3 separate regions of the Mus musculus genome follow, and all the other regions are linked to region 3. Evidence: chromatin contacts called from public promoter capture Hi-C data. All regions are on one chromosome and are shown on one strand. The core of a region is the stretch at or near the end of the contact, and the rest is flanking DNA. Distances in the headings are between cores, read along the strand shown. Region 1 overlaps Mau2 (MAU2 sister chromatid cohesion factor). Region 2 holds the start of Zfp964 (zinc finger protein 964). Region 3 holds the start of Cilp2 (cartilage intermediate layer protein 2).

Region 1 (4,388 bases), core at 1,834-4,333, 140 kb after region 3:
GTTTTGCTTTTTTGAGATAGATGTAGCCCTCACCATTTTGGAATTTGCTCTATGGACCAGGCTGTCCTTGAACCCAGAGACCCACCTGCCTCTGCCTCCTGAGTGCCTGGATTAAAGGCATGCACTGTGACCACCCAACGATGTCTTTTTAAGTACAATGTGGGATCAATAAAGATGAATGGCTTAGGATGAAACAGAGGCCACATGGCTGCAGGAGTGCTATCCCAGTTCTGACCCTCACAGAACACTAAACATGTGGGCTTTTCTAAGGTCTATGGATGCCTAGGACACCCTTAGCCCCCACACGAGAGATGGAGAAGGATACCGAACATGAAGCATGTCACCTACTACCTCTTGGTGTCTATTTCCTTCTCGTATATACACACTCGCAAGGTTGGTCACGATGAAGGCCCACAACTCCTGGTGGTTGGTGAGCTGGAATGAAAGATAGGGCTTTTAAGAGGCTAGCCTCACTGTCACACCCTGTTGGGGCCCGACTAGACACAGAGCTGCACAATGGCTCCTTTCAGACTCAATCAGCTCACTCCAAACCCAAGCACGAAGTGTAATTAGCTCCTCCTCCACCGGCAGCGGCAGGGTGGAGCTAGCTATTCTGATCCTGCCAATGACCAACAGTGGATAATGACAAGACTTGGTCTATACATAGTCCAGGCTGGCTTGAAGTTCTCTATTCTTCCGGCTCAGGGTCCTAACAGCTAGGACCACAGGCCTGGAACTGCCCTGGCTTGCTTTTGCTTTGTAGTCTAACAGATGTACAGGGAGGCACGTTGGGCATGGTCTCTCCACTGAACCACTGATTATGTAAAGTGAGATGATCAAGATCCAGGTGTGGTGGTGATGGCTGGTCATTCCAGCACTTGGGAAGGAAGCTGAGGCAAGATAAAAAAACAAAACAAAATAAAAATCCCCTTTTTCCCCAAGTCAGTGTTGGGCTGGAGAGATGGCTCAGCAGTGACTTCTCTTCCAGAGGTCCTGAGTTCAATTCCCAGCAACCACATGGTGGCTCACAACCATCTGATGCCCTCTACTCATCTGATGCCCTCTTCTGGTGTGTCTGAAGACAGCAACAGCATACTCATATACATAAAATAAATCAATCAATCTTTAAAAAAAAAAAAGGCCATGTTTGTCTCTGAACTCCATATGTAGACCAGGCTAGCTTCAAATTTACAGAGATCCACAGGTCTCTCCCTCCCAAGTGCTGGGATTTGTTATACCACCACACCTGGTCAGGCAAGATCAGAATTTAAGGCAAGTTGACTGCCTGTGCAACTGAGATATACTGTCATGAAAAACATAGGAAGGGGCTGCAGTTTGGCAATACAATACTTGCCTGGCATGTGTGAAATTTTGGGTTCAATCTCCTTAGAAAAGCCCAGATGTTTGGGAGAAGGAGGAAAGGATGTGAGAGTCTAAGCAGCCTGGGCCCTCTGACTCCAATTTCCTACAGTTGTGGTCTAGCACACAAAAGCCCAGGGTTGTCTTTCCTGACCTGAACTGCAGCAGCATTGGTGTGTTGGTTGTGAACAACAGGAGTCTGAGTTTGAGGACAAGGTTGGTGTTTGTCTTAGCGCCTCTCCTTCCATGTATTGTCCAGAAGACTCCCTTCAGCACATGACTTAAGCATTGTGCTGCTGAGGCAAAGCCACATACAGAAGGTAAGACAACCTCTAAGAACAAGAGGTTCCTGGCACATTGCAGAAGGGCTCTGGCATTGCAGCAGGAGGGCCTGGGGTCTAGGGAGACAAGGGTGGAGCCAAAGGAGTGGGCAGCCAATTGACTCTTCACATAGCATTCAGACATATAGCAACCAAAGAGGGGAACTTCTATCCCACGGTCAGAAGAATGCTCCAGCCCCCTTGCTCATAAAACATAACATGCTCTATAAAATCTCTACTGGGGGCTCCCTGGGGAATAGGTCAATAGCCTCCCTTTCCTGCAAGGACACTGAGGCCAAGGTAGGGACATCCTTCCCTAGTCCTGGGCCAGGTGAGCACAGTGGGAGTTGAGTTGTCCCTAGAGGCAATTGTGCCACTCTGGGAGAAATGGACCAGCTTCTTAGGGACTAGTAGGTCAGTTGTCTAAGTGTGGGTGCCTTGTTGGGGACCCAGCCTCCCTGAGGTAAAACCTGTCCTCTGTTCCTGAGCACCTATCACAGGACTTAGGATAAGGGCACATCTCAGTCACTGTACATCCACATACTATGACTCTACCAAATCCCAGATGACTCCAAGAGCACCACAAACTGACCTAGTCTGAGAATGTCCTAGAACTTAACAGGTGTCAAAATGGCTACCCAGTGTCCCTGTACTCCTGATACATATATCCTTTCCTCATATCTTTCCAGGGTAGCCAAGAACTCTTTACCCTAGCCACTTCCCACCCCAAGAGGAACTGTGTCACGGTTGTGGCCACTGTCAGGCTAACTATAGTAGATGTGGGCTCAAAGTTTATAGCTCTTGCAGCAGACCTAATCTGGTCTCCATGCTTTTTTGTGTGGCAGCCAACCTTACACCATATTGTTACTCAGGAAGCCAGCCTTACCCGAAGGGCTGTGGTAAATTGGGCTTCAGCATTATCCATGCAGTTCACGGAGACACAATACAGGCCCTGAAAGGACAGGCATACATGTAGGGCTCAGGTCAGAACCAGGGCAGCTGACCCAGTGACCATAGGCAAGCATAATTGTACTGGGCCCTAGGATGAGCTTCAGGCTATTATAAAGGACCCCTCCCCACAACAGAACAGAGCTCATGTTTGGACGCTGCCTGGGTAGTATCACAGGGTTATTTACTGGAATGCCCAGATCCTTTCAGGGTGGATCACATCCTTTGCTAGGTATGTGCTTGATTTTGGCAAGAGTGGGGTCCAGTGCCTGGGGCATACTCACCAACAGTGTGTGCAACTGGGCAGCATGGTTGGAGAAGAGCCTAGGGGACTGCTGGCATAGCTGGCAGACCTGGGAGATCTGAGGAGAGAACCAAGGTTCCTGTTCTGGGACCTGGCACTGGGGTGCAGCCCCAAGGCTGGAAGACATGCTCCCATCTACTTGCCAAACTGGGGGTCAAAGTCCTGGCAGGAGGAGCCACCACATGGAGAGGATGACCCTGCTCTCCTTTCTCCTTGCACATGCTGACCTTCGTCCCAGTTTCAGGTTATAAAATGCCTCTCCAATGTTCTCAGGAAGGTGTGCATTTTGGTGACATGGGTCCCAGTCATATCTCAATGTTCCCCGAGCATACAAGTTTTAGGGAACCAGACTATTGGCTTTACACTGGATTCTACAACCCAGGCTAGAGCAGTGACAGTGAAATCACTGTACCCTCCCCTCTTGACACCTGTGTCCACATCCAGACCAGCTCCCACATCCCGCTCTCTGTGCTTCCTACCTCCTGTAGTGCAGTGGCCTTGTGGCCTGTGACAAGCCGGCACATGATGATATGCTCCAGCAGGATCACTTGGAAAGACGACAGGATAGGGCTGCAGTCCAGCACTGGGGACAGGAGGCAGGGGTGAACATGCAAGCATGGTACCACCCGGCCCCACCCACATCATCCCCGATGTAGCCTCTCCCCATCTAGATAAGGACGTAAGCTCAAACCAATGCCATTGTGAAGCATCCTAAAGCTAAGAAGTGCCCAGTGGATAAGGCTCAGGTAAAGCAGGAGCTTATCAAGCACAGGTCAGGTCCTGGCTTGAATGCCAAGCACCAAAAGCCACAGGAAACTCTGGGCTGAGCACTGCATTACATACAGGCCATATCTACAGAGGCTGCCTGCTACTACTGCTAAGAGCTCAAGAACCTTCTGGGTGGGTTCTCCAAGATGTCTTCAACTGTGCATGTGAGTGGGACAGAGCTCAAGCCATGGGGAGCTCAGGCACTTCCTGGCAACCCTGCATAGATCTCTTGGGTGAGGAAAAAGTTGTTGCCTACACAGCTTAAGGAAAAGAAAAGCACAGTTCCACAGGCTCAAAGAGATTAAGAGGAAGGCTAAGGCCACATGCACCCAGGATGCATGAAATAGTCAAGTGTGTGGCTAGAACCCTAGACTCTGGAGGATTCACACATAGTAGGTAGGTAGGTGAGAGCTAGGTTCTGACCCTGGCCTCCCTGAACATGGCAATGTCCTAATGTCAAGGAAACTTGGGACTGCTCGAGTCCCCGCCCAGGTAGCACTTACTCTTAAGCTTCTCCAACTGCATGAGCGCCTTGTCTGTGTACTTCTGTGCCTTCTCCAGGTAACCAGCCTGCATCGAATGCATCACTGTGACCTGCAAGGAGACAGGTGGTGGTCACAAGGCTCTCTCCCCGCCCGGGCCCAGGGTGGCAGGACTCACCAGGTAGACGAGCACACACATGTGCTCCT
Region 2 (4,145 bases), core at 1,567-4,066, 230 kb before region 3:
TTTCCCCCCTCAATAAGAAGGGTTACTGGGGCTGACGAGATGGCTCAGTGATTAAGAGTGCCAACTGCTCTTCCGAAGGTCCCAAGTTCAAATCCCAGCAACCACATGGTGGCTCACAGCCATCCATAACGAAATCTGATGCCCTCTTCTGGAGTGTCTGAGGACAGCTACAGTGTACTTACATATAATAAAAAAATAAATCTTTTTTAAAAAAAGAAGGGTTACAAAGGGGACTTCAACATCCCTCCAATAAAGAAATATTTAATTTTTGTATATTAAAGAAATATTGGCTTTTGGGTGTCAGCCATTTCAATACTACAAAGTAGAAATGTAAGGGCTCTTTGGAGAGTTTGTTGTATTGGATGGGGTTTTGCTGAGGCAAACACGTGAAGGAGTGTTTTCCTGAAGTGGACACATGTGAAAAGATGCTCTGCTAAAGCAAGCACATGAAAGGACATGTGATGAAGGATTCTTTGCTAACCACACGCATGTATTGGTCCACCTTACATTGTGCAGTTGAGCTGCATTTGTCAGAACTCCATAGAGATAAATGCACCAAAAAACTCCTGGTGATGTGCTGCAGCTTCTTGCCACTTCTGCAGACTTGGGCTGATTGGCAGAGTGATGTTAGCTGAGACAGACATACATGCTGAAGTATGGCATGTGTTTAGGCAAGGCACAAAGAGAACTCATGATGTTTGGAGAGGGTATAAAAGGGACTCAGTGCACAGTGACTGAGGCTGAGCTAGGCTTGCTTATAGAGCTAGCTGTGCATCACGTGTTGGTCTTTTGACTTCTTTGATGATCTTCACTTCGCTGAGAAAAGCACAGCCAAGAACTCTTCCTGGCGTTCCTGCTGGTTGGTCCTTTCTGCTGCCGAGGCTGAGGCCTGGCTGTCTCTGCTAAATAGTACCACCACTGCTGACTCATGTTTGCTATCCCAACTCTATCAAACTGGACTGTTGGTATATCTGTGAAGTGTTTACAAGTGAATCGAGCTGCTGTTGATGACCTGTGAACTGAACTGCAGATTTCCAGACAATGCAGATGGAAGGTTCTCCAAAGAACCTTTCTAAACAGGTCCACTTCTCCTGTATCCTTTCTTTTCCACTACCTCTGGAGGGTGGTGGGCTAGAAGGAAGGCTAAAGCATTTAAGAACCATCATTAAAAATAGGTTTTGAAAAAATTAAAGTTAAACACCACATGATTTAGTCTGAGCTAGCATATGTGATGGTGTGAGACAGTGGTCCTCACCCTTCCTAATGCCATGACCTTTAATAGTTCATCATGATGTGGTGATCCCCCCAACCATAAAATTATTTTCTTGGCTACTGTATAAACTATAATTTTGCTACTACTGTGAATCATAATGTAAATATGTGTTTTCTGATGATCTGATGACACACAGGTCAAGAACCACTGAATTGGACTGTCATTGTCCATTTCAGTATAAAGTGCATTTAGAGTTCACCAGTTACAGATAAGCAGTAGGTGCTGGGCATGTTTCTTCCAAGCGCTGGCTGGTACCGGCCCATAATGAGACTTGGAGTTACCCATGGTTTACTATGTAACTTAAATCATGATAAGGAAAAGAGGAAGCCTCAAATCCCGAGTTATTCCTTAGATAAGGCTTTGTACCCTAAGCCAGGGAGATGGGAAATTTGAGAAAATAGCAGAACTGGCCTGTGAGAAACAAAGAACAGAAATTTCTCCCCCAGGGGGACTTAAAAAAAAAAATCTTGTGCCAAAATTCACAGCCGTTTTTGCCTTTTCTCTAAGGTTCCGTGTCTCTCTGAAGAACTGAATATTTAAAACGCCTTCATTTTTCTCCAGTCGCTTGGAATTTGTTATTATCTTATTTCCAGCTGTGAAGTTGAGCACAGAGGACCAGATACTGGACTGAATTATAAGTTAAGAGTTGTAAAATCACAGTACAGATAGCGTCTTAATAACTCTACCAGAAAGAGCTGATGAGGAGCCAGTGTGTTCTGGCCTCTAACAATGACCAGACTTTGTGCAACTTTAACTAGCCCAGATTTTTACAATGTAGACCAGGCTGGCCTAGAACTCACAGAGATCTGTCTTTCGCTGCCAGCAGAATGAGTGCTGGGATTAAGGGGACTTGTACCAACCACCAAGCCCCACTTGACAGACCACTATCAAAAATTTTGGCTTCCGGGCTGGTGAGATGGCTCAGTGGGTAAGAGCACCCGACTGCTCTTCCAGAGTTCAAATCCCAGCAACCACATGGTGGCTCACAACCATCCATGACGGGATCTGACTCCCTCTTCTGGTGTGTCTGAAGACAGCTACAGTGTACTTACATAAAATAATAAATAAATCTTTAAAAAAAATAAAATAAAATAAAAGGAGCCAGGCAGTGGTGGCGCTCACGCCTTAAAAAAAAAAAAATTTTTTTTTGGCTTCCCTGAATAAAAATCCAGGTCCACGGAATACATCATACCCAAGGTCCTATAACAATTCTAGGTCTGAAGCAAGAAATCACTACACTGGACGTTGAGTTGGTAAATGCACTGTGGACACCAACGACCCAAGACCAATAGGAACTAAGCTTTTGAGATCACCGAAGACTAAAGTACCCAGCAAGAAGCAGGCAGGTCTGGCTTTTATGCAAATCTCTCCCGAGCTGAGCGAAGTCGGGCCCTAGCCAATCAGGGCCTCCAGACAAGCCATCCAATCAGGAGCGCCAGGGAGCGGTGGGAGGCGGGCTCCATCGCAATCCCGCTGTGCATTCCGCTGGGAAGCGGAGAAGGCGCAGCGGGTTCGGCCCCCTTCGCTGTGGCCACTGCGGCCCGTAGCTAAGGGGAGCGCGGCCGAGCTCGAAGCCGCGCCATGGTGAGCGCAGGGCCGAAGTCCCCAGAAGGGGAAGAGCGGCCGGCTGAGCCGCGGGAGCCGGGGTGGTGGGTCCTCCTTGGGACTGGGGGAGGGGTGGGTCCAGCGTCTGGGAAAGTTCGGCTTGGTGCGAAGATTAGAGTTTAAAAGGCGAAGCCGCGAGCTCCCCCCGGACGGATTGCGGCTGGCCAGAGGGAGCCAGGCTGGCCCGGAGAGACGAGGGCAGCACGCTGCAGAGCCCAGAGCACCCGCGTGGGCGGGGTCGCTCGGTGCTGAGCTGGTCTGCCCACAGCTCCTTCGACGGCGCAGGTTTCTCCTAGTGCGGGTTGTGACAGCTTAACGTCGCACTCACTTGTAACCCTGCGTGCGGGCTTCACAGTAAACCCGCAGCTGTTGGAGGAGAGGGGACAGCCTGGGCTGCCCCAGGACAAGGGAGAGAAACGTGGAGCGGGACTAGCGAGTAGACGAAGTGGAGGACCCCTGCCGTGCGCTGCAGCTCTCTCCTTCCCCCTCCCTCTCTCCTACTTAAATCAGCCTTATTTATTGGTGTGTGTCCCCGGTGTGTGTGTAGAGTGAGGAAGGTGTAAGGTCACAGGACAACTTTATGGAATGAGTGCTGTCCTTCCGCGATTAACGGATAGAACTCAGGTTGTCACAGAGCCTAGTATAGTTTATTTTTTCTTTTCTTAAAAAATATTTACTCCTTCCCACCCACAGTCTGGAAGTTAGATGCAACAGCTTTGCATAGCATGCTGGGTAAGTGCTCTATTACTCCTTAGGCCTATCTGCAGCTTTATCCTATCTTAATGATAATTGCTTTTAAGTCAGTTTTGAAGTTGTGAATCATGAATCTCTGCTTTGCTCTTTCCCAGGGCTGTACCCGTATTCTAACATCCTTGCAATTCCATGACTTTCCGCAGCAGTTTTCAGTCTGACCAGGTGTTCACTGGTGTTCCTTAGGTGGTGTGACCCTGAGTGTTTCAAGGCGCTTACCATCAAGTGAACAAGGTTTTCCTTTTAGAACTTAGATTCTTGCTGAGCTGGTTGGGAGTCACCTTTCATCCCAGTATTCTGGAGACAGAAGCAGGTGGATCTCTGTAAGTTCTAGGTCAGCCAGGTCTATGTCGTGAGTTCAGGCAAGTCAGGATTACATAGTGAGAACCTATCTCAAAAGGAAGAAAGAAAAAAACAAAATACTTAGGTTCTTGGTTCCTCCGAATCTCTCTGTGGGTGGCATCTTTTGCTGCCAAGCCCAGAGACCTGGGGTTAATCCTTATAAGCCACTTGGTAG
Region 3 (4,180 bases), core at 1,350-3,849:
TTCTTAAGACAGTGAGGACTCATCAGGCAGGTGTTCCTAGCTGGGGCTGGGAGCAAGGGGCTGTCTTGGACAACATCTGTCACACTTCCAACGCTGCTGCTTCTCCACAAAGTGGAAAGTTCCAGTGGAAACTTCAGGGCAGAGGCACCGGGTGGGGTCCCCACCATTGGCGACATCGTGCCCCAACTATATGAGGGCCCTGTTGCAGCTGTCTGCAGATCATGTTTGTGGAGCCCAGGCCCAAGTGGAATTTCCAGTCCCCTCCTGGCTGGCCTGCTGTCTGGCACAGGGAGGGCCTGGGCATCGTGTCTGCGTGGGCGAGCAGAACAGGCAAAGACTGAAGGCTGAATGTGGGCACCCAGAGTATGCACCCAGAGTGAAGGCAGAAGCCTTCACAGGGATATCTTAGTGTGCACACTAGGTGAAATAACTCTTCAGGTCTTCCCATGCCTGCCCAGCATCCACCGACCCCCTCTGTATAGTCTTCTTCCCTAGAGTGTGTATGGCCTCCACTTCAACTGGTCCAGTCCTCTGGACCCCTTCTTATGTAAGCTCCACCCCTGGTCATCCCCTCCTCAGGCCCCATCCCTCCTACCTGGACAACGGGATCTCACGCACTTCTGCGCCTCCTGGGGGCTCCCGGGACACGTGTCCCCAGAGGAGCTTTGACAGCTGCGGCGGCGCAGGCGACGACCTAGCCCGCAACTCTTGGAGCAGAGGCCCCACGCTCCCCAAGCGCCCCAAGCCGCCTCTGCAGAGCAAGGTGGGAGATGAGTTGCATCTGCCCACCTTGGTCAGCGGGCTTTCTAAACTATGTGGGTCTTGTTCCCCCGGCATACACCCTCCCTGACTGCAGGGGCAGACTGCATGCAGTTCTGCACAGAGCTCACCTGCACACACACACACACACACACACACACACCCCTTCTTGCTAGATGCGGTCCTAATTAACCTTGCTGTTCCCCATCGGACTTCAATACAATGAGGCTTAAGGCATCCCCAACACCGAGCTGTTCAGGATGGGCCAATGGGATCCTGGCATGTTAGTGCACTAGCTACTACAATCTGGGCACAGCTCCCTGCATCCTCACTGTGCTGATGGGTGTGCCTCTCTAAGCCACGCCCGTGCCCTGCCATCACTGGGCCTTGCCCCTTAGGGTCGTACTGTACCCGCCCGCCCAGGCCTATGGGTCCCCCCCTTACCCAGTGGGCAGCGGAAGCGCACGTGGTAGTTGGAGCAGCGGCGGCCTCGAGGCTGCTCACGATTGAGACACCAAAAGCCACGCTCTGGGTTGGCGTGCACCCTTTCGCCCATTGCAGCTGGTAGCGCCCAGTCGGTGGTGCGCGCCTCCAGTGCCAGTGGTCTCGGGCACACCCGCGCGGGACCATAGTAGAATCGAATGGCGGCCAGGCTCTCGAAGTCGCCATCTCCTCCCGGGTGATCCACGTTGAACCACGACGTCCACTCGCTGGCCTCTGTGAGCATCGCACGCTGAGCCCGGGTCCCACCTCCCTAGTCTCTCCAGCTTGGAGCCTTGAGGCCCAAGGAGCTGTGATGTCCAAGGACTCCTCATTCTCCCTACCCTCCCCACTGACCCCACCAGGCCCAGATCACACAGGCGGGTTGCTGAGGTGACTCACCCTCCCAATCTTCCAGGGCTGGCGAGGGCTGGCCGGTATCTGGCGGCCGTCCCTGAAGACCCCTGGCGGTTGAAGTGTGCTCCTCGGTGGGGGTGGCATCTGTGGGAGTTCGAGGAGGCACAAGATAGGGACCACTGAGACCCCTCTTTTGGTGCAACAGGGGGAACATTGACTACCACATTTCACGGGATATAAAACTGAGGATCTGAGAGGCCAGCTCTAGCCCCGGGGACTGCAGCAGCACCCACTCCAGGAAGCCTTCCCATTACTAGCAGCGGACCCTGAAGCCCTGTCACTCCGCAGATCTGGCGACTCTATGTCCCACTACACCTCTAGGCTCAAATGTTCATCAAACACAAGTCGAGTGTATTAGGCTCTGCCTCTACCCGCAGACCGCTGCAGTCTCTTCCTGGAAGTCCCCTCCTGCCATATACTCTCCCGGGTCTTTCTAGGTGGGACGCAAGGTGCCAACAGGTAAGTCCTTGGTTTCTCTGGCCTTCCATCTTTCCGGGGTGGAATAGGAAGGCAGACAGGTTCAGACAAACCCCTTCTTCCTGGAGCCCCAGCCTTCTGAGAAATAGGACTGTCACCAGCCCCGCGGAGAGACAGCTACGACCCCTTGGCACAGATTTGGAAACCTGATGATTTACAATTCAAAGCCTTGGCCAAGTGGACCTTCCTGGGACGACGATGGAAGAGGTTTCTTTCACCGGCTCTCTGGGACGCTCATGAGGTGCTCCCCCGCCCGCTTCTGTGCCTGCGGCTGTCGTCCTGGTGTGTTTGTTTGTGTGTGTGTGTGTGTGTGTGTGTGTGTGTGTGTGTGTGTGTAGGGGGTGGTTCCCAAGGTATCTCACCTCGCGCTCCCGCTAGGTGTAAGGCGGCAAGGCAGAGATAGAGCAAGGGCAGAGGTGATGCCATCGCCAGGTCCGAACTGCTCTGCGAAGCTCTGAGATCTGACTGTGGCGGGCCTAGCCGCTGCTTGGACCTAAAAGGGCGGAACGGGCCACAAGCCACGCCCCCGCACACCAGACTGGGTCTTCTAAGCCTCCCGCGGTACCTCCGCCCTTAGACTGCCCTTGCCCGGTGTCCTGCGTTCCCCCCTCCTTCTCCAACTGGGTCCCGTGCTGTGTGCCTGGCTCCCTCTGGTCTGAAACTTGAAGCTGCTGGCGCCCTAGGATGCTGGACGTTCTCTATATTGTTAAACTTCGGTCCTAAGTACTGGAGGCCACCCCCCAGCAGGGGTCTGCTCTCCATTCTAAGAAACTCCACGGCGCAGCTCCTCCCCACAAACCCGGAGGGAAGTCTCCTCTCCACCCGCCCACCCCCTGGCCTGGTACACAAAAGAGGCAGGGGAGAGGTGGTGGAGATGTTTATTGGTGCGGTTCACAGTGAGGCCACGCAGTCGGTGCCAGTATATTTTGGCAGGTGCAGGCCAAACTTTCGGCGGACGTCATCAGGCACGAACCTGCCGGCTACAAAGTGGAGACGTCCGGAGAAGCGGCCGGCGCAGCTCTTGGGCGCTGCAAGGGACACCAGCACATCGGGCTGCACCGCGTCCTTTGCGTCTCCGCCAGCCTCCGCATCCCAGCCTGAGGGCGGAAGAGGGGGAGCTGAGGACCTCCGGCCCGGGACCAAGTCTGCTCTGCCTCCCTCCACGCACGCGGGTAGCGGTCAGACCTGCTAACCGCAAACCGCCTCCACCCTCCGACTACACCATTTCCACTGCTAGTCTGCCAAGACCCAGCCTCTGCCTTGAGCCGTGTCTCCTTCCGCAGAGGTTAGGAACCGCGCCTTGCTTAAATCAGACCTTCCTCACCCACCTCGGGTCTGACCTCAGCCTCTCTACCCCACCCTGTACTGTGACCCGAGACCCCCCTCCTTCTAAACTGTGCCCCCACATCCCTATCGTATTTGATTTCCCCCTCCGACCTGAGACATCTTGGTTCTCTGACCCACCTCGTGGTACTTTTGTTAGGACTCTGCCCTCTCCCCAAACCACCAGGAGTTTCGGTTCCACCCAGTCCACGAACCAGCAACCAGGACTTCTCTCCTGCCTCAGGCACTAACCAGAGCCACCGGCTCCTCTCTCTGATTAGAGGCTTCCAACTGCAGAATCCCTCACTTTTCCGGGACCACCTACTGTATCCCCCTAGGACTAGATATGCCTCGGCTTTGGTCGGGGATTGTCCTGGAGCAGTGTAGCTAGGGGACACCCCCACGCAGTCCCCACGAGAGGCTGAGCGCTGTTTGTCCTTAGCAGCTCTGGCCTGGCAGGCGTGGCCTCTGCCGAGTGAGCTCACAGGACTGGTGGTGGGTGGTGCCCGTGGAGCTGAGCACTCGGACCAAGGGGACACGGAGTCACTTGGGACAGCCACTTGTATCGCTCCCATCCTCAGGGCGGGTGTGAAATACGATGGGGGCAGACGCGGAAACCGAGGTTGAAAGAGTTGGACAAGGAAAACCGAGTTGGGGGAGGGGGGTGCAGAGGGGTAGAATTTAGGATGGATGGAAAAAAACAGGCTAGGGTAACCAGGCTGTC

The links. Promoter capture Hi-C pulls out the DNA fragments that hold promoters and counts their contacts.
Region 1: a promoter capture Hi-C map of liver shows a contact between it and region 3. The contact joins the enhancer-like site here to the promoter of Cilp2 in region 3. A contact is called at or near these places in 16 of 39 promoter capture datasets (3T3-L1-derived adipocytes, the C10 cell line, the HPC-7 cell line and 9 more), 1 of 15 datasets of contacts at CTCF or cohesin (large pre-B cells), 4 of 484 Hi-C or Micro-C datasets (the AML12 cell line, the G1E-ER4 cell line, bone marrow-derived macrophages and 1 more), 2 of 115 datasets of contacts at active chromatin or transcription factors (embryonic stem cells and extraembryonic endoderm stem cells) and 3 of 9 other capture datasets (adipose tissue, liver and pancreatic islet).
Region 2: a contact with region 3 is called in a promoter capture Hi-C map of stem cell-derived epiblast-like cells, with 2.3 times the contacts expected there. The contact joins the promoter of Zfp964 here to the promoter of Cilp2 in region 3. A contact is called at or near these places in 9 of 39 promoter capture datasets (the C10 cell line, cranial neural crest, embryonic stem cells and 4 more), 1 of 484 Hi-C or Micro-C datasets (nephron progenitors) and 3 of 9 other capture datasets (adipose tissue, liver and pancreatic islet).

The regions. Positions count from the first base shown.
Region 1 is chr8:70,023,263-70,027,650 of GRCm38.p6, forward strand. It overlaps Mau2 (MAU2 sister chromatid cohesion factor), which reads right to left. Exons shown (of 19, transcript NM_001376946.1): 8 at 4,360-4,388; 9 at 4,203-4,293; 10 at 3,411-3,514; 11 at 2,912-2,989; 12 at 2,566-2,631; 13 at 349-435. Among named protein-coding and RNA genes, the nearest start is that of Mau2, 17 kb to the right of the region's middle. Within about 2 kb of position 3,084, at least 4 of the 459 cell types and tissues checked have an H3K27ac peak or open chromatin away from gene starts, as enhancers often do. A contact at or near this core is called in liver, where this site is marked.
Region 2 is chr8:69,651,740-69,655,884 of GRCm38.p6, forward strand. It overlaps Zfp964 (zinc finger protein 964), which reads left to right and starts at 2,817. Exons shown (of 4, transcript NM_001177527.1): 1 at 2,817-2,857. The coding sequence starts at 2,855.
Region 3 is chr8:69,884,793-69,888,972 of GRCm38.p6, forward strand. Cilp2 (cartilage intermediate layer protein 2) reads right to left here and starts at 2,600. Exons shown (of 8, transcript NM_026818.2): 1 at 2,496-2,600; 2 at 1,642-1,740; 3 at 1,204-1,476; 4 at 596-751. The coding sequence starts at 2,559. Yjefn3 (YjeF N-terminal domain containing 3) reads right to left here. Exons shown (of 6, transcript NM_001353930.2): 6 at 2,996-3,230. The coding sequence ends at 3,025. It overlaps Gm33746 (a long non-coding RNA gene), which reads left to right. Exons shown (of 3, transcript XR_379069.4): 1 at 1-1,478; 2 at 1,802-2,115; 3 at 2,202-3,592.